Linked DNA regions of Mus musculus: regions 1, 2 and 3 are each linked to region 4. A link is a contact called in public Hi-C, HiChIP or PLAC-seq and capture Hi-C data. All regions are on one chromosome and are shown on one strand. The core of a region is the stretch at or near the end of the contact, and the rest is flanking DNA. Distances in the headings are between cores, read along the strand shown.

Region 1 (4,825 bases), core at 1,257-3,756, 510 kb after region 4:
CACTCCAAGGAAGGCTCCACACACCACCTGATCCTTCCCCTGGCTATGCCTCCACTGCCGGTCTTTCACTTGGCCCCTGTCATTCTTGTGATTTCTGTCACCCCTACTTCCACTGACAGGCACAATGCAGGGCTTGCATTTTCAACAACCAACTTCTGACATGTTTCTCCCACAGGGTGGCGTTACCCCTACCCTTTGCCAGTAAGTTTCCTAGGCCATCTCTGTGACCTTCTCTTCCAGTCACTCCCTCCCATCCCCCTCTGCTGGTTTTTTCACATGGCCCACACTAGCCATCCTGTGCTCTGAGAGGACCAACTACTAAGGACAAACCCTTGCTTCCCCCTCCCCCCAGTATCAATCACACCTGCCATTGCTGCCTGCTGGCCTCACCACAGACTGTGCTCTGTCTGCAGTTGGTCCTGTCTCCTCAGTGGCTTTATGGAACCCATCTGGGCTTTCCTTTACTCCCTTCTTTTCTAAAAAAACATTTTGGCCAATCGAAATTGTCTGTCTCTGTCTTGATGGCATGTGCAACACCGTGATCAACTTTGACAAGCACTTCTTTCCTGGACAATACATATATATATATATATATATATATATATATATATGCACTTCTTTCATTCTCAAAATTTCAACTGTGCATCTTACCCAAGCGGTTCACAGTCTCACATGCATAGCCAAGCCAGATAGGATTTCTGCCTTTCCTCAGACACCTACGTTTCTCTTCTAGGTCTTGTCTTCAGCAGTAGCATCATGGCCTACTAAATCTTCCCAGCTAGAAATACTAGAACCACCCATGAGTCCTTCGCCTCCCTCACTGTGTCCATGTTACAAATTCTGCACATGTATTTAATCTTGTTTTATCTACTGCATTCAGTAATCACCAGGACCAATCTGTTAGGGTGAGAATGTCATATGTGTTTCCCCAGATCGTAATGATGGAGCTAAAGCAAACTGCCTTTTTATGTGGCCTGTTCCTTTTCTACACTGACCGTGTGACTTGTCTTCCTTAAAAATTGCCTTTTTTTTGGGGGGGGGGGGGGAGGCGTTGAGATGGCTCAGTGGGTAAAACAACCTGCCACATAAACCTGATGTTTCAACTGTGGATCATAGTTTTTCATAGTTTCGGGAGAAACTATGAAAAAAAAAAAACCCAAAAAACAAAACAAAACAAAACAAAACAAAACAAAAACAAAAACAAAAAAAAAACCCTTAGGCAGCTGCATGCACCTGCAATCCCAGAATTTTTTGAGGTAAGAAGAGACAAGAGGTGCACACAGGCGAGGCCTGGGGGCCATCTGGCCTGCACCACGCAGAAAAACAGCAAGGAAGAACATGTCAGACTTTGCCTCCAAACAAAGGTGTAAATCTAGACTCATGAACTCTTTTAAGTATGTGCAAGATAATCTCTCACGCATGTACTTAAATTTTAAAGGGAATTCACTCCATCAATATTTAAGGGACACTCTCACAACAGCATTTATTCCTGTTTCTTACAAGCACATCCTTCTAAATTGCCTGGGATTTGGTTGAAAAGAGCCCTGAGTCCAACAAACCTCCCTTCACAGCTGCTAAGATAAAAACAGACATACAATATTTTTAAAATAAAATTAAAAAAAAAAAAAAGCTTAGTAAACACAGGGAGGAGACATATGCAGAAACCCACAACTGATTTAATTTGCAAAACCACACCGCCTTAGCTCAACTAGAGTGAAGATGATTTAGATAAAATACAACCAGAAAAGGGAGATAGCGGATACCGGGTAAGCAACACAGCTGATGCTGTAGCAGGAAACGCTCTGGGCGGGAAGTGAAGATCAGAAAAACTTTCTACATTGGCTTTGTTTCAAGATGCTGGAGGCAATCACTGCTCATTGGAAGAAGGTATTAACTTGTCTCTGTGGGAGAATCCTCACCTTGATGCAGGAAGGAAAACAAGACTTGTTAAATTGAAGCTGTGGAGTCTGGAGCTACCTTCATCTTTGCGTGCAAAGACCTGAGGAATTTCTCAAGAGGTGGATTGTATCTTTAGGGTGTAAGAAAAGAGGGCAAGAAAAACTCCGTGTAGAAACCAACGACTGTGGTTCCTTTCCCAGGAAGTATTTGCAGAGTAGATTACAAGCATAAATGACCATAACCGCACAGCAGGGCAAAACTGCCTCTGGAGGTGACACAGGCTGAAGGTCAAAGGAGAACAGAAAGCGAAAGCTTTTCTGTCTGAGCTTTATTTATGAGTTGGAATTCACTAAGCCATTCTCAAGCATTCTGCTGCTCATTTTCCTAGCTGTGAAATAATTCAGCCATAGGCAATAAAAGGTTAAGGATCAAAAGTGAAAGCAGAGATGAACCTTATGAATAAGGATTACAGCTGTCGGCTTAGGTAAGAGAAGATTCACCTAGGAGCTGGCATTCACTGCCCACTACCAAGACCCAGGCGCTATGTAGTAACAAAAGAATCCAGGGTAGAAAAAGAGAGTCACGTGTGCTTTGAGCCCTTCTAGAGGACCCAAGGGGAGCACTCAAGGATGTGTGGGTCTAGCAGAGAGGGTGGCCATGCTGCTTCTACGCTGTCTAATGGTGCCTTTGTTTTTCTTAACCATGATTTTGCGGCAGTGAGAATGTATGAGATTTTTTTTTTTCTGAGTCATACGTTAAACAATCTGAAAGCTGCTGGGGTTGCAGAAGTTCCCCTGAGCTTCCCAGCCTTGTCTGGATTCTTCAGGCACCGGCCATTACTCAACCTGCTCTCACCGAGCCCTGTTTGCTTTCTTCTCCAACAGACAGGTCTTCTGAGGGCTAGCTAGCATCTTCTCCTTTTATCCCTCTTTCCTCTCTATACACAAAATTATGTCCAATGTGGTTAGATATCTGATCAAGAAATATTTAACTCAAATAAGGCAAATTTAAAGTTTAAAATTAAAAAAATGTCCAGTTTCTGCTCATTGACTAAACCAGGCTAAGGTGTCGTGGAATGTCCACGGAACCTGGGTTTTTAAGGTGATCCGTGCCTTTCAAAGTCCTAAGGTGGCAGAGAATTTCAGGCATTGGAAAAGAATGTGGTGAAAATTTTCTACAATATTTTGTAGGAAGAAATGTTCCAAGGCAGTGGTTCTCCACCTGTGAGTCCCACACAACCCCTTTGGGGGTTGTCTATCAGATATTTACATTATGGTTCATAATAGTACCAAAATTAAAGTTATGAAGTAGAAATGAAATAATTTCATGATTAGTGGTCACCACAACATGAAGAACTAAGGGCCACAGCATTGGGAAGGTTAAGAACCACTGGTCTGAAGGGTTTCTTCCCAACAGGTTAGGGCACTTAGACTTATTTTATACCTTTCATAGTGTCTTCCCTTCTTCTATGACTGAATATATATATGATTGAAACCTAAAATCACTAGCTAGGACCTGGGGAAATGGCTCAGTGGAAAAGGGCCAGGTAAGGGTGAATACTTGATTTCTATGATCCCTGGCACCCTCTGGCTGTGGCCAAACACTTGGTCCATCACTTCAACACTGTCATGTCAGAGACTCACAAGTTGCCAGGCTAGCGAGGTAGCTCCACATTGAGTGAGAGGCCTGCTTCAAGGCAATGATGCAGAGATAATAGAGCAAGACACCCAGTGTCCTTCCCTGGCTTCTACATAGGCATGCACCTCCACATGTGTGCAGATACACAAGACTACACACACCACATATGCTTCCTCACATTCGCCAGACAAACAGAACACTCTAGCACTGGTGGGTCTGCTGTGGCAGGATGGTGACACTGAGGGAAGCCTTACTGACTGCAGCTCCCTAGAAAGAGGGTCATGAACGTCCTCTACCTAGGCAGTTATTGAATCTAATTTGTTTTCATGTATTCATTTCCAGGGCTAGTATGGATGTATTTGTTTATTTTTGAGGCAGAGTCGCTCACAGCCCAGCCTAGCCATGAACTTTCCTGTAACCAAGGTGACCTTGAACCTCTGATCCTCTTCGTTCTGTCTCCCAATCACAGGTGAGCACTACCACCCTCTGCACAGTGCTGCGGCTCTGTGCATGCTCCCTAAGCGCTCGACCAGACAGGTACACCTCTGCTTTTCCACTATAATTATATTCGATTAATTGCTTTGCTTTTGAAAATTGCCCATTTTCTCAAATATGAAAACTCCATTAAAATTCTGAGTTTTTTTTTTCTTTTTAATAACCAATCAAAAAACCAAAGCATACCATTGTCAGCGGTTTTCTGGTGGGGGCGGTATAACACACTTGTTTTAACTCTCTCTCTCTTCTCTCTCTGACAAAATAAGAAACAAAAGTAAACAAGGAACAACCCCCCCCATCAACAACACAGAAATGAAAGTTAAAATGAGCAGGAAAAAAAATGAATAAAATTTAAAAATACCAAAACAAAACAAAAAGCTTCACAAAAATACCACTGAGTTTGTTTATTTTGTCAACTATTCCTGGCCATCTCGGAGGTCTGACCTGTGTGTGGTTCATATATTTGGTGACATTCCAATAGAGAAAAAAAATTAAATGATGCCTTTAAAGATCTCTCTCTCTGTCTCTCATTATGTGCACAGTGTTTTGGCTGAGTTCTGCTTGTATACCACTTACATGTCTGGTGCCACTGGAGTCAGAGAGGTGTCAGGTCTCCTGGGACTAGAGTTGCAGGTGATTGTGAACCACATTTTGGGTGCTGGGGATTGAACCTGGGGCTGTATGAATGCTAGGCAAGCATGCTACCAGCTGAGCTACATCCCTAACCCCTAAATGATGCTTTTGAAGTTAAAAACAAAAGAATACTTGTTTTGAAGAAGAGTGTCTTTTTGAG
Region 2 (4,654 bases), core at 1,929-4,428, 610 kb before region 4:
ATTCTCTCTTTCTGAGTAAAGATATGGGGATAGGAAGCCGGGCGTGATGGTGCACGCCTTTGATCCTAGCACTTGGGAGGCAGAGGCAGGCGGATTTCTGAGTTCGAGGCCAGCCTGGTCTACAAAGTGAGTTCCAGGACAGCCAGGGCTACACAGAGAAACCCTGTCTCGAAAAACCAAAAAAAAAAAAAAAAAAGATATGGGGATAGGGGAGAACTAAAGGAGTTTTCTATAATGAGAACACAGTAAGATGGCAAGGATTACAGTGGTGTATCAGAGAAATTAAGGGGGTACTCAAAAGAGTGCCGAGGATACTGACAAAGGGGCAAGCATATAAAGAACCTCTAGAACACCATTCTCAGCCCGAGTCATGGCCCTTTGGGGTCGAATGCCCCTTTCACAGGGGTCACCTAAGATCATCAGAAAACACAGACATTTGCCTTACAATTCATTAGCAGTAGCAAACTTACCTCTGTGAAGTAGCAGTGAGAACAAGTTCATGGTTAGGGTCACCACAACATGTTAAATATGCTAAGGTGTCTCAGCAATAGGAAGCCAAGAACCACTGCTCTAGACTATCAAGTGGGTGAAAGAAGTGCAAACACAGGGCATGAAGCTAGACCTAGCTTCCGGCACACCTGAAATCAGGAAGCCTAAGGCAGGATGATCTTGTGTGTCAGAGCAGCATGTATTTCATAGCAAGGACTTGTCTCATGAAGCAGGGAGACACAGAAGGAAGACAGCTAGACTAACAGGTGTATTTATCTTGCTTGCATGTAACAGATATATATGAATGAGAGCGAGGGCTGGGCATGAGATTCATGAGATTGGGTCAAAGAATATTATATTATACATTATATGTTGTATATTATATATTAATTATATATTGTATATTGCATACATATCACATATCATAATATATATGTATATGTGTGCATATATTATACATATACATATTTGTTTTTTAACAAAGCCATACTATTGAGGTCATAGACCCCAAGAGTCATAGACCATATACTAAAGCTTCAGGGCCAGGCATGAGAAACCTCCATTCAAGTTGCTACTAAAGGGCGTTGAAGAGAATCCTCAAACAATTTAGGCATTGCCATTTTTCTTGGCTGCCTCCCAGAATTTGAAGATAAGACCTGATTACTAAAGACACCAGAGACTTTAGATAGAAGACCTAAAGGAATCAGACTGGAGCTGACCTGGACATCTCCTCTCTGACTAGCTCTCATAGCAGAAAAAAGACACCATGCAATCAATGGTACTATCCAGTTGTAAAGCCTACAAACCACAGAAATGACTGACTGCACAAGGAGTCCCATGAATGCAATAGTGCTACTTATATCTTGGGAGTAACCACCCGCTGACTTTAGTCAGAAACACCATGAGCTATCCAGAGGGCTTTTAGAACTTGTACTAGCATAGAGGGCTGTCTCAACCAGAGAGAGCCTGGAGCAAAAGGCTAGCTGTCTCAACCACACACACACACACACACACACACACACACACACACACACACACACACACACGGGGAAGGAGAGAGAGAGAGAGAGAGAGAGAAAGAGAGGAAGAGAGAAACAGTCTGAAAAAGCTGTCTCAACCAGATTACAGAGCCAGGAGCTATAGCTGTCTAGGGAGCCACCTCCCTCAAAACATAGGCCGCCATCTTGGACCTACCATTTGACTTCGAGTCATTTGTTTTTGCTGCTCTTAAGCAACCCCCCCCCTTTTTTTTTTCAGAACCCTCTCCAAGCAGAGGCTGGTCCTTGGCAAGATCCAGATCTCATTTGTTCCTAAGAGAACACTGTATGGCTTGTGCCAACCCACATTTCAATGGTCACAGACAGCAGTTCCTGTTAGAAGAAACAGAAGTGGGCAAGAAAGTTCAGAACGCTTCTGTTTTAACCACTGCCAAGCCAACCTTGACCTTTCTCTCTCTCTCTCTCTCTCTCTCTCTCTCTCTCTCTCTCTCTCTCTCTCTTTTATTTATTTTTCTAATAGCAGAGCAGAAAGCTGGCCTGTGAACTATGTCCTCAGAGCCATCTTGGGTCCACAAAGTTACAGGAAAGCTGAAGACATAGTATTCTAGATTAGATTAGAAAGCTGCTCCTGGTCAGACCATATGTTTCTAACTTGGTCAAGCTTGAACTTAGCTTGTGACATCCCAACTACTTCTTGATTGTCGTTGGCCTTCTGACCTAAGGAGAACATTAGAAGGGACTTGGAAAGAATGTCCTGGCTATGCACACAGCCACACATTTTCAAGTCCTAAGCACATATCACCATCATCTTCCCTCTTCACTACTGGCCATCAGAAGTGAAGCTGTACATTTAAAACCACGGAGCAATAAATCAAATGAGTTTATCCCAGGGTCTTCCCTCTCTTATTACGATAATCTAATAGTCTCCCTCAGTCCTGCGCAAAGCACAAATCTCCATCCACTACAGCAAGCTGTCCACATTTGCCATGGCATGCTTCCAAAGCATGGTTATTTGGCAAAAACAGGAGTGTTTTTAGCAACAAAATCCAAGACAATTGTGAGCTACAGTCTGAAACCAGCATGACACAGGCCAATTAAGTACACATCTGTTATAGCTGCCTCCCAGCTACTCACGGAAGCAAAGCATCACCAAACTCTACACTCACTTCTTCTCCAGAAGTTAGAGGCCCAAATTTGTGTAATCTCTGGATATCTGCTTTAAACCTCTAGACTAAAAAAACAACAAAAACAAAAACAAACAAACAAACAAACAAACAAACAAACAAACAAAATCCTTCAGAGAATCTGGCTACTTATTTTAGGTTAGCCACAAGCTCCCATCATCCTTAGCTGCCTGAATGCTGGGACTAAGTGTGCAGGCCACAGACAGCAACTCAGTCTAAAATGCTTTTTAAACTTTCTTGTGAAATTTATTTTTAAAACTCTATTTAAACGCTTAGTGTTTATATGCCTAAAAATAACAAGTTATTTGAAATAGATATAAATGAAACTCCAACTAAAAGGGACTTAAACAAGGCATTAAGTATAACTCATACGTCAGAAACGTCCAGAGGGGAGTGAGGCAGACACTGGGTGTTCTCTATCCCATGAAAGCCCTGATGTGTTGCCATCTTTCTGTGGTTTGCTCATTTCTCCATTTCTCTGCTCTGATGGCTGCTGTCAGCAGTTGGCCCAGTAGACTTCCTCTTTCCCAACCAGGAAGACAGAAAGCTTCACTCTCCACCACGGTTGGCTGAGCCTGGACCAATCAGTGACTAATTGTCAGGCATTGCCTGGCTATGCCTGAGACTCAAACCTCATCTCATCCCTGCCGATTTTTGTCCATGGAAGAGCGGGTGGCAGAAACTGTTTTGTTTATACCAGTCAGAGCCTATACATGGACTGACTGGTGAGTCTTTCCCACTTGATAGTAATGGAGGAATGAGTGAGTGAGTGGCAGGAGATGAGCCACAAATAAGGAAAGACTGGTGAATACTGATAGGCAAACAACCAGTAAATATCAATTGCACCATCTCCCTTTATACAAATAGCTATCGCTCTTAGAATTGTAATGACCCTTTATAGATGTAAACCATCACATGGTTTCTAGAGGCCAACGGCAAAGATAGAAACGAGATAGTATTTCTCCAAAGGAGCAATTAGGTTGCTGTTAAAAATAACTAGAAGCTGATATTGTGAGAGCTGAGTTCTAGAATCTCAATCTCTCTCTCTCTCTCTTTCTCTCTCTCTCTTTGTCTCCCTCCCTCCCTCCCTCCCTCCCTCCCTCTCTCCCTCCCTCACTCTCCACCACTGAACATTTGCATGACCCTGGGTATCAGTACAGGAAGAAAACAAGAGTGTCTATGTCACAAGGATTGTGCTGAATCATACAAGGAAAGAGCTCATGCAAGGCAATAAGTAGCCATCATTGTTACCCAGCCACTGGGGTGTGAGCTCTCCATGATGGACAGAGGCATCACCTGCGCTTTCTGTTTCTGAGATCTCAGTGCCTCGCCTGTCTGCCTGTCCTTGTACACAGCTCGTGAACTTGTGAGGAGAGAGTGCATCTGCTTTCCTCTATCACTGACTCACTCCGGAACCAGCTTCAAGGGAAGGAAAGAGTTAAAAAGCCCGGGGCCAGCACAGCTGGAGCAAGGCCTTGGTCCAGAGCCCATGCTGAAGGTCTGGAGGAATGAGGTTTGGGCAATTACTCTGAGTGCTACTGGAACAGTGCAGCTGACAAGGACTAAGGAATGAAAGGTAGAAGTGTTGCTTAAAGACCACAGCAGGGCGCTTGGCTTCTTTCGTTTTGTTTTGTTTTTTGTTTTGTTTTGTTTTTGAGCCTGACCGGCAGAGGGCCAAGATGGGTCATCTGGTTTGGTCCCCTCATCTTAAAAAGAAAAATCTGGGAATTTCTCTGTGGGAAAAGAAAGCAGAGAACTCAAAGGACAAAAGACAATAGAGCATTTAATCCAAAACATCTACAAGCAAATGTTTTCATGGATTTTTTGGATTCTCTATGAAGGGAGAAACTGACTACTAAGGGAGAGGCAGGTACTGTTTCCTGTGGAAAGGCTTCAACTAGGGACTCTGTGTGTATGTGTATTAGTACAGAGCGTAGACCCTGCTGCTCTGGACAGAGGAGCAGACCCTCCCAAAGGTTTCTT
Region 3 (4,871 bases), core at 1,725-4,224, 600 kb before region 4:
GGTATGTGGAACAAGAAGAATAAATAGCTGAGGGATATTTTAGGGAAATAGACAAGTGGGTACATTACGGATGCCCTGGTGAGGAGTTGGTCAACATGAAACAATGTTTACCATGCTACCTCTGTGTAGAAATCTGTCAATGCAAAGTACACACCAAGGACCATGCTGTCACTTTATACCCTCTTAGACAGTCAACATAAATTAAGACTTTCCTGCAGTATGACAGCTTTCAAAATTACAGTACACTGGTGTCAGGACATTCCCATGTTGTAGTTAATCCCCAGCCTCGGTGACAGCTCTGAGGCGTCCCATGTGTGTATTGTGTGTGAATTACTCATTCAAGCTCATGTGGGGAGTTTGACTTTTATTCTTAGCAATATCTTAATCAAAGTGGCAAACTCTGTGTCCAGCACAAATTGACTTTAGGATAGAGAAGGAAAACCAGTCAACTGGTCTACCACCTACTTGTAAGCTCTTATGCCTCGTATTGGGCAATGTAATTAGGAAATGATGATGTGATGGCTTGACAGGGAGCCTTGTGACAGACTGCTTGTTTTGATTTTTAAATAGGGACAAGTAGAAACACAAAATTGAAATTACTCTACAGAGTGGGTTATGAAGGAAAATGGATGAGAAACCATTTTTTTTTTCCTAGTAGGCTGAGATTTTTGTCTAGTCTACTCAAATTGTATCAACCTTCTGATGGGTCCCCCAGTTGTAGGAAGTGGTACTAATTATTCTTAGATGAGTAAGTTGGCATCTTATTCATCCACTCACTTCACTTATTTTCTCCTAAGTAGGTAACTTAAGACTCAGCTTAGATCCTTTCTGCTGTGCATCCTCCCCCAATCTCAGCCTTTTCCTTAACTTTCATGGCCCTTTTCTCCTTTTGTCTTGTCAACCAGGTTGGGATTCCCTTGTCCATCCCTGCTTTCTTTTTATTCAGATGACTTGCCACTGGACATTTGAATCTCTGGTGCCTATCATATTTCTGCTTTGGCTACTTTTGCCTGGATCCCTGGTCTCAGGATCCATCCAGCCCTATTTCAGACCACTCCTTGGATACTCCTTTTCACTACGATCTTGTACATGGTCATCTAATGCTAGGAGATTAGTGCCTTCAGTGTTTCCCTCATCTGCTTCCGGGAGGTCCAAATCTAAGTCTCCTATTCAAATTCTTGTCTACATCTAAATTTGTTTCCAACTTTCCTGAAATTACCCAGAAACAGCTTGCCCCTTCTCTGTCTCTCTCTCTGTCTCTCTGTCTCTGTCTCTGTCTCTGTCTCTCTCTCACACACACACACACGTGTGTGTGTGTATATATATATATATATATATATATATATATATATATATATATATTTAACACAGCCTTCTCAGGCTAGTCTTGAACTTGTTAGGTTAGCCCAGGCTGTCCAACAAAAGATCCTCTTATTACAGCCCCTGCCCCCAAACAAAACAGTGTTGGGATTTCAGGTATGTGTCACCATGTCCCACACTTCTTTGCCTACACTTAAATTCTGTGTGACCTCAGAGTCATGTTGTTTTTTTTATCACCAATCTATGTCCTGAAAAGTTTGTATTTATAAAAAACCATTTATACACACAGTTCTAGTCTGCTCCCTTCACCTTCGGGCTCCTCGAAAGATCAACAACTAGTACTGGTGAGGAAGAGATCCTGTTGTCTCAAACTTTCACTCCCAAGCCCTGCTTTTGAAAACTGTTAACTGCAGCATTTCTGACTTTGCAGTCCTTCATCACAACCTCATAGGATAGAGGTTTATACCAAATCATACAATGTGCCAGAGATGCCCTTGAGAAAGACTGAGAAAACCTACAGGATTTTTGTATTAGTATGTCAGCGGAATAGGAGAGGAAGAGGGTTCTTACATTCCATTATCAAATCCCATTTACTGAGGAAGAAACTGATTTACCCTCAAAGGTAGAGGTGACAGCCATATAACCACTCTTTTCTGGAGTTGGTATACTCTTTTGTATGCTTGTATCCGAGCTGCGCAATATTGGGAAATCATTAAATTCTCGCCGCATATGGAACACCGCTTCTCCAAAACAATGACTTGAGGTGACATCCATAAAATTTAGATGGTCCTTAAACTAGAGACTCGAAATCTAGCGGGCTCAACAGGCACTTGCCCGGTCCTAGACCGCAAGCTCCGTCCTGCAGCCTGAGAACTAGCCGCTAGAGGGCGCGAAGAGCGCGCCGGCCCCAGCCAGGGGCTGGAGAGGGTCGAGCGCGGGATCCGCTGCTGCAAGCCCAGAGCAGCGGGGTCGGCGGGCCGCACAGGGCGAGAGGACTGTCACTGTGGACGCTCCTAGCTCACCGACCCGGGACACCGGCCTCTGGGGAGCGTCAGGCCTTCTCCTCTGGGCTCCACGGCTCCCGATCCCGGGTGAACAGCGTTCGGGAAGGAGGGCGATGTCTGCGGGAACCCACTGTGGTCCCCCGGGGAACCGGGCACCTCCGTTCGCGCGTCTCTGTTGCGTCTCGGCCGCGCTGGGGATGCTGTGGTCCCCTGCGTGTCTGGCGTTCAACTTGGATGTGGACAAGCTCACTGTGTACAGTGGCCCCGAGGGCAGCTACTTCGGCTACTCACTGGACTTCTACATACCTGATGCGCGCACGTAAGTTGCTGGGTTGGGTTGGTGGCTTGGTGGCGCGCGATTCCAGGTCCTGTCTCTGTCTCTCAGAGGTCTCCGCAGCCAGGAGGAAAGGATGTCTGATATTTCAGGCAACTGCCCACTCCGGGTCGGATTCTGCTCTTTGCCTGCTACCAACATCTTTCCTCCTGACTTATGCTAAATAGATGTGCCCATGAATCTGGGATTGGAGATGCTCCACTGGTATATAAGTTCGGATTCAAAGACAAGAGCATTATACAAAGGAGAGAGTGGGGCGGGACAGACTCAGGTCAGTTTTAAAATAAGGACCGCGCAGTCTGTTCCTACGGAATCTCATAGCGCCTTAGGTTGCAGACAGTTGGGATCTGCCTTCCCCATCACAGTCTCCACCTACCTCCACCTAGACAGGCAGAACCATTAGCAGCCTCTTCCAAAACCAGGTTTCTGGTGCTCATAGGCTTCCAAAGAGGAAATCAAGTTTGGCAGTCTTTCCACAATAAACCTGTTTGTGCCTGCCGCTGCTGCCGCAGTCCGGTGGGCATGCTTCTACAGACTGGGCACACGGGTAAATGTTCCCAGAGGAGTGACTTTCTCCAATCTCTTTGCAGAGCCAGTGTCTTAGTGGGGGCACCCAAAGCCAACACTAGCCAGCCGGATATCGTAGAAGGGGGAGCTGTCTACTACTGTCCCTGGCCCTCAGAGAGGTCTGCACAGTGCAAGCAGATACCGTTTGACACCACCAGTAAGTGATGCTAACCTGTAGTGTGGCCCCTGGTTGAAAAGAACCAGAGCCATTCCTCGCGGCAATTTAGTGTTCTTTCCCCCCCTCCTAATGTAAATCTGAGTGTTTGGATGCATCTGGTAACATCCGTTTCCCTACTGTTCAGAGGTGAACACTAGGGGAGGAGGTGCTTGGGACCAGTAGAAACCCACAGCTGTGAGGGGAGGGGAGCACAGGCTTAATACTTGGTTGGCAGAGGCAGGCTGGTGTCTGTGAGTTCGAGGCCGGCCAGAGTTACAAAATAACCTACACTATAGAGAATCGGGTTGGTCCTCAAATATAGAGGTGGAGACTGATAAAGGACTCGCTTGGAGTATTTGTAATTCTCTAGTTCCCAAGTCCGGAGGTGAGACTTGCCCTGTAGTAGATCCAGACTGCAACCTGGGGTGCTTGACATTCTAATTCTTTACAGAAAGAATTTTCTTTCAAAATACTGGACATTAGATGCAAAATACTACAGGCAGAGTGTGGATGGATTATATTCATTTCCAAAAATCCCCCAGACAGATGTTTCTTATTTAATTAAAGGGAAAATACCATTTCATCTGCTGTTTTTAACTTGGATCCTAAGAAAATAATTTAAAAGGGGTGTTTTGAAAACACCATCACTCGGTGTTTTAGCTTGTAGCACCCAAATGTTAGCATTCAAATAACATATATTATTAGAGAATACCCTCTTTTTTTTCAAAGATGCAAATATGTCAGGTCAAATGACGGCGTGATGGGCAATAAATTAAGATTCCTTGTACACGTCATACTTTAGGACATTGTTCTTACTTTCCCTGTGGTCCTGTGGTTATCTAACTTATGCATCTAGGATTTATGTAAATGTGCATTTTCACAGAATTTTGAAAAAATTGATTGGGTGGTATGTACCCATGACGTTAATCTGTGTCATTTCTGTTGAGAGGGACTATCAATATGGAAATCATTTTGAAGAAAAATTATGCAATCTTTACCTTGAATTATGACCCAATTAGAAAAACATTTCATAAAAAACATTTTGAATTTATATTTCCATGCCCATCCATTGTCATACTATCTTGTTTGTTATTTTATTAATGGTTCAGTTATTTGAAAACAGATTTATAAGGCTTTACTTTATTTACATTCACATTTAGCAACTGGAACTTTTAAATCGTTTGTGAATAAAACAGTGGCGTTTTGATCCTTACTGATCTCTACATCAGAATAAGTTCCTGGGACGGGGGTGGTGGTGGTGGTGGTGGTGGTGCAGGGGGGTGCTCAGTGGGGAAAGAGCTGGCTACAATCCACAGTTCCATGTCAAAGCTAGGCCACGGCGTGTGCTTGTGACCTCAGCACAGGGGGACTGGTAGACAAGAGCCTTTAAGGCACTTTCTAGTCACCTGATCTTAGCTAAAACAACAGTGATCTTTAGGTTCGATGAGTGGCCCCGCTTCAAACAATAAGGCAATAGTGATCAGGAAGA
Region 4 (4,533 bases), core at 1,165-3,664:
GATTCCCAACATGTTGCCTCTTAAATACTACCATACTGAAACAACTTAAATACCCAACAATCAGGAGGCAACTAATGCTGATTCACAGATCTAAAAATAAGTCATAGTTTAGCTGGGTATGGATGCACACACATCCCATAATCCCAGCACTGGGGGAAGGGAGTAGGGAATCATTTTTCACCTGCCATATTGTTTGAGCCTCTCTCTCTCTTTCTCCCTCCCTCCCCACCCCCCTCATACACACACCCCTGGAATTCTCCCCTCTTTGCCCTGCCTCTCTCTCACCCCAACATATTGTGCTGTCCATCCACTCCCATGGATTCAGGTCCTCAGATCTGGATGACAAGAATTTTCACCCTCTAAGCCATCTCCTCAGTAGCCACCCATCTCTTTGTTTGTTTGTTTGTTTATGCTTTTAGGTCTTAGTACATAGCCCAGACTATCTTTTAACTAGAAATCCTCCTGCCTCAGCCTTCAGAGTGCTGGGATTATAAAAATACTCCATTACACTGGGTGCTAGTTCACTGTTGATGCAATTACAACATGAACAAAGAATAATGATTGAGCTAAATAAGCCACACAAGAAAGAGTAGCGTGCTTTATAACTCCACTTATAGAAAATACTAGAAAGTGCAACAAATCCAAAGGAAAAAAAGTTAAATTGTTGCTGAGTTGAGCAGGAGATAAGAATTTTGGAGGACACAGGGAACTTCTTAGTTATGGGTGTAACCCTGCTTTGGTTTGGTGATAGTTTCAAGAGTGTAACTTTCATCCTGAAACACAAAGAAACATACAACTTAAATATTTGCAGTTTTCCTGGAGTCAGTTATGACCCAATAAGGCTGTTCTTAAAACCAAGATTCAGGTGCCAGTTGATGGCACCAGTGGAGCCCGAACTTTAGGCAAGGAGGTGCTTCCTCTAAGCTGAGCTGGACTGAAACCACATTCACTTTCAGACTATTTGGAATATCTGCAGGCTATTTCTGAAATCTCAGGACCATTCTTTGCTATCCAGTTAAGAGGAATTTACCAACACACTCCAGCTTTACAGATGGAGGGTGGGGACCCAAGAATAAATGAAGCCCCGTAACACCCCTACAGAGCCAACCCCAGGCTCAAGTCTGTGTGGGATAACTATGACCAAGTTCCAAGGAGACTGAGTCAGACGCCCATCACTGGGAAATCTTGCTTTAAAACACACTCAGGGCTAAGGAATTGCTAACTTGCAGGAAAGTCCATGGATGACGTCATTGTCCTCGGTCCCCAAATCCTGTGCACATTTGCAAGCATGTGCTTTCACACACATTTCTGTGCAGGGAGTACGTAGATTTTTTTAACAGACTCTGAAGAATTTCATGTTTATAAAAAGATGCGACATCCTGGGTCCGGACGTTGCTAGACCCAACTGTTCTCGCTCTTTCCTTCTAGACCTATTGGAACAAAACTAGGAGTCTCAATTCATTCTTCCCGAGATTAGATCTAGACGACACATTCTGGAACATGTGACACCCCTTCTTCCATGGGAAAACAGTCTCTCCTCCTCTCCAATCGTCCGGGCCCCAAGTTGCCAGTGCGCTTGAGAACCTGGACCTGTTTTGTAGCGTTCAGATGCGCAACCTGCCTGCTCCACACGTGGTTTTTGTTTGTTTGTTTGTTTGTTTTGTTTTGTTTTTCCTCCCGCGGAGCGCAGTACTTTGCCCAGTGCCTTCCATCTAATTTACTTTGACCTGAAAGTCATGAAGGGTGGTTTTTCCTCAAGCCCCTCCTGGAACCCCACAGGCGCGACACCCCACAGCTGCGCCAGGTGGGCTGGCAGAGGCACACTCACACATTTCTCTAAGTTCTTTAAGTCTTATCGAACTTGTCAGACCTGCTCTCCCTAAGTCGCCGAAACGCCGGTGGGATCGCTCAACTCCCTTGCACGTATGGTCCGGGAGCCAGTCTAGAGCAGGGCAAGGGGCCACTCTCTTATCTGCGCTCTCCCAGGCTCCCTCCACGTGTCCCCCCACCCCCACCCAGCTCCCTCCATCACCCCCAGACCCACTGCGATCCTCTCAGCTGGACTCCTGGCTCAGTTCCCAGAAGATGTGACCCCCACACACACACACACACACGAATCAAGTTCAGCTGGGCGTTGGGGTCCCCCTCTGCTCCCCTGTTCCGGCGCATGATGCTCCCTACCCGGCGTCACCCTCAGCGGGAGCAACAGTAGCAACAGCAGCAGCAGCAACACAGGAATGGCCTGGACTCCATAGCCCCGGAGCTGCGGCGAGGCCATGGCCAATTGTCCCCAGCAGTGACCCAACGGGACGCAAGGCTGGGGTCCCTGGGAGGTGGCGAGCTCAGCTCCAGGACCAGACCGCTGCTAAGGAGTATTCGCTTTCGCTTTTGCTTTAGCCCCCGGATTGCAGAGAGGTGCGAAGTGGTGACAGATCTGTGACTCAGCATCCCCACCCCTGCTTTGGAAGAAGCCCCGGCAGCCTGCAGTGACGCCCCCTCCCCAGTTGGGCTGCTCCTGTCCCCCGAAGCGCGCGCGGGGGCCCTCACCCGTAGAAGCCGGCGATCTCCCTTTTCATTCCTTAATGCTGTCTTCCCTGCAGAGGCAAACTCCTTTGAATCCACTCTGCGCCCACACCTGACTTCAGCCTTGTTCACTTGTCATCTGTCCTGGCTGCTGACCTTCAGATTTCAACTTTCAGAGTTTCCCTCTAAGTAGCCCTGAGCTTGACTGTCCGTGCTCTGTGTCCTTGGGCGACTGCATAGGTGTCGCCCCAGTGCAGCCAACGGGAAGTTCTGGGCGGACGATTCTACACCCGGGTCACTTTCCTGGTGCACTCGGGCTCCAAGCTGCTCCTGGCTTCCACACAGCTGCTCCTGGCTGCCTGCCTGCAGTGGTGCTGGCAGTGGCCAGGCCTTGGACACTTTGCCTTCTTCCGGCTGTACCTTTCCAACTCAAGAAAGTGCCAAGTGTTTGAAATGGAAGAAGGGGTGAAGAGGAGAGGGAGGGGAAAGAATAGAAAAAGGAGGAAAGACAGGGAAGAGGAAGAGGGGGAGAGAAAAAGATATAGAGAAGGAAAAGGAGAAGAGGAGAAAGAGGAGGGAGGAGAGGGGGAGGGGAGAGAAGAAGAGGAAAGGAAGAGGAGGAGGAAGAAAGAAGGAAGGTACATTATTCATCTTTGTACCTCACATATAATTTCTTTAGTCAATACACAACTCTTCAGAGTCTAAGAAAGACATCCCCTTCTAAGTGTGTGGATTAATTAAAAACAAAAAACAAACAAACAAAAAAAACTTTACTGGAATTTTAAGTCCCATACTGTGGAGGACCAGATCTGGGGAAGGGGTGGGGGGACAGACGGACATGAGTGCTCAGTCAGAAACGCCCTTAAATATGTAGATGTGGCGTAAGAAGACAGACACGCCTGCCTTTCAGTCTATAGGTCCCTAAATACAATCTGGCACCATAATGAAGCTACTGAGAGAACGCATGCTGATTCTGTTTGGAAAGAATGGAATGACGTGTGATTGAAGTCACCCATCCCCTAGGCATGGTGGACAACAGTGAGCTCTATACTTGACCCTCTTCCCTAAAGAGTCTTAAGATTGGCACAATAAATATGAAATACACACAATAAAAATTCAGAGAGAGGATCAGAAACCACATATTCCAGTCTCTTATAGTCAATGAAAAACCTGGAGAGATAGCTCAGCGGTTAAGAGTACTGGATGGAGAGAGAGAGAGAGAGAGAGAGAGAGAGAGAGAGAGAGAGAGAGAGAGAGAACTGTATGCTCTTCCAAAGGTACTGGGTTCCAACACTCACATGGTGCTCATCACTGTCCATAATTCTGGTTTCAGGGGATCCAGCTCCCTCATCTTTGGGCATTGCATGCACACAGTACACAGACAAATGTATAGTCAGCATTCACACACGTTTTTTAAAAAGTATAATGAATGCCAACATTTTATGTGCTTCAAACTTAGAAACACTCCTTTTATGATGGACATTTTCAAATATCAAAAAAGGAGAGGTAGCCAGGCATGGTGGTACACACTCCTGAGTCCCAGCTCATAGGAGGCAGAGTCGAGAGGACTAGAAGCCAGACTTACTACACAGCAACTTCATTGCCAGCTCGGGTCACATGAGGTTCTGTGTGTGCTGTGTGGGGACAGCAACATAGTTTCCTAGTGTCACCCTCAGCAACTCAATAAGTGCCCTTAATTTTTTGAAACCAAACTGAAATTTGTGGCTTCAATGTAGAAAAAGTGCCAGGACTGGACAATGTGGCACAGGATTAAATATAATAAAGATATTTTAAATTCAGGGTTCAGAGGAGGAGCTTAGAGAGTTAAAGCACACCTTAGAACAGGGATGGGTGTGGGGTTCTCTAAGAGGGAGTCACATTTCACTGCCTTTACAATGGTCACATGGAGAGTTTTATTGGATGTTGAAGCTATGTTCTTCCGAGAGAAGTTGAGGACCTTATTGATAAGTATGGTTTAGACCATCGGAAGACAAGACACCCTTACTACAC

What was found. Hi-C and Micro-C count contacts between places; a contact is called where the count stands out from the background. HiChIP or PLAC-seq counts read pairs in DNA pulled down with a chosen protein or histone mark. Capture Hi-C pulls out chosen DNA fragments and counts their contacts.
Region 1: an H3K4me3 HiChIP or PLAC-seq map of bone marrow-derived macrophages shows a contact between it and region 4, with 4 times the contacts expected there. The contact joins the enhancer-like site here to the promoter of Il15ra in region 4. A contact is called at or near these places in 6 of 115 datasets of contacts at active chromatin or transcription factors (the 230-238 cell line, bone marrow-derived macrophages, double positive thymocytes and 3 more).
Region 2: a Hi-C map of the N1E-115 cell line shows a contact between it and region 4, with 2.8 times the contacts expected there. The contact joins the enhancer-like site here to the promoter of Il15ra in region 4. A contact is called at or near these places in 4 of 39 promoter capture datasets (the 3T3-L1 cell line, the C10 cell line, pre-B cells and 1 more), 1 of 484 Hi-C or Micro-C datasets (the N1E-115 cell line) and 1 of 115 datasets of contacts at active chromatin or transcription factors (large pre-B cells).
Region 3: a capture Hi-C map of embryonic stem cells shows a contact between it and region 4, with 2.2 times the contacts expected there. The contact joins the promoter of E030013I19Rik here to the promoter of Il15ra in region 4. A contact is called at or near these places in 1 of 39 promoter capture datasets (the C10 cell line), 1 of 484 Hi-C or Micro-C datasets (embryonic stem cells) and 1 of 9 other capture datasets (embryonic stem cells).

The regions. Positions count from the first base shown.
Region 1 is chr2:11,190,327-11,195,151 of GRCm38.p6, reverse strand. The region is part of intron 1 of Prkcq (protein kinase C, theta); the gene reads right to left. Among named protein-coding and RNA genes, the nearest start is that of Prkcq, 20 kb to the right of the region's middle. Within about 2 kb of position 2,506, at least 114 of the 459 cell types and tissues checked have an H3K27ac peak or open chromatin away from gene starts, as enhancers often do. A contact at or near this core is called in the 230-238 cell line, bone marrow-derived macrophages, double positive thymocytes and 2 more, where this site is marked.
Region 2 is chr2:12,316,080-12,320,733 of GRCm38.p6, reverse strand. No RefSeq gene overlaps it. Among named protein-coding and RNA genes, the nearest start is that of Itga8, 16 kb to the right of the region's middle. Within about 2 kb of position 3,178, at least 100 of the 459 cell types and tissues checked have an H3K27ac peak or open chromatin away from gene starts, as enhancers often do. A contact at or near this core is called in the N1E-115 cell line, where this site is marked.
Region 3 is chr2:12,299,349-12,304,219 of GRCm38.p6, reverse strand. It overlaps E030013I19Rik (RIKEN cDNA E030013I19 gene), which reads right to left and starts at 2,974. Exons shown (of 2, transcript NR_040353.1): 1 at 2,631-2,974. Itga8 (integrin alpha 8) reads left to right here and starts at 2,276. Exons shown (of 30, transcript NM_001001309.3): 1 at 2,276-2,643; 2 at 3,249-3,382. The coding sequence starts at 2,438.
Region 4 is chr2:11,703,593-11,708,125 of GRCm38.p6, reverse strand. It overlaps Il15ra (interleukin 15 receptor, alpha chain), which reads right to left and starts at 2,414. Exons shown (of 7, transcript NM_008358.2): 1 at 2,182-2,414. The coding sequence starts at 2,278.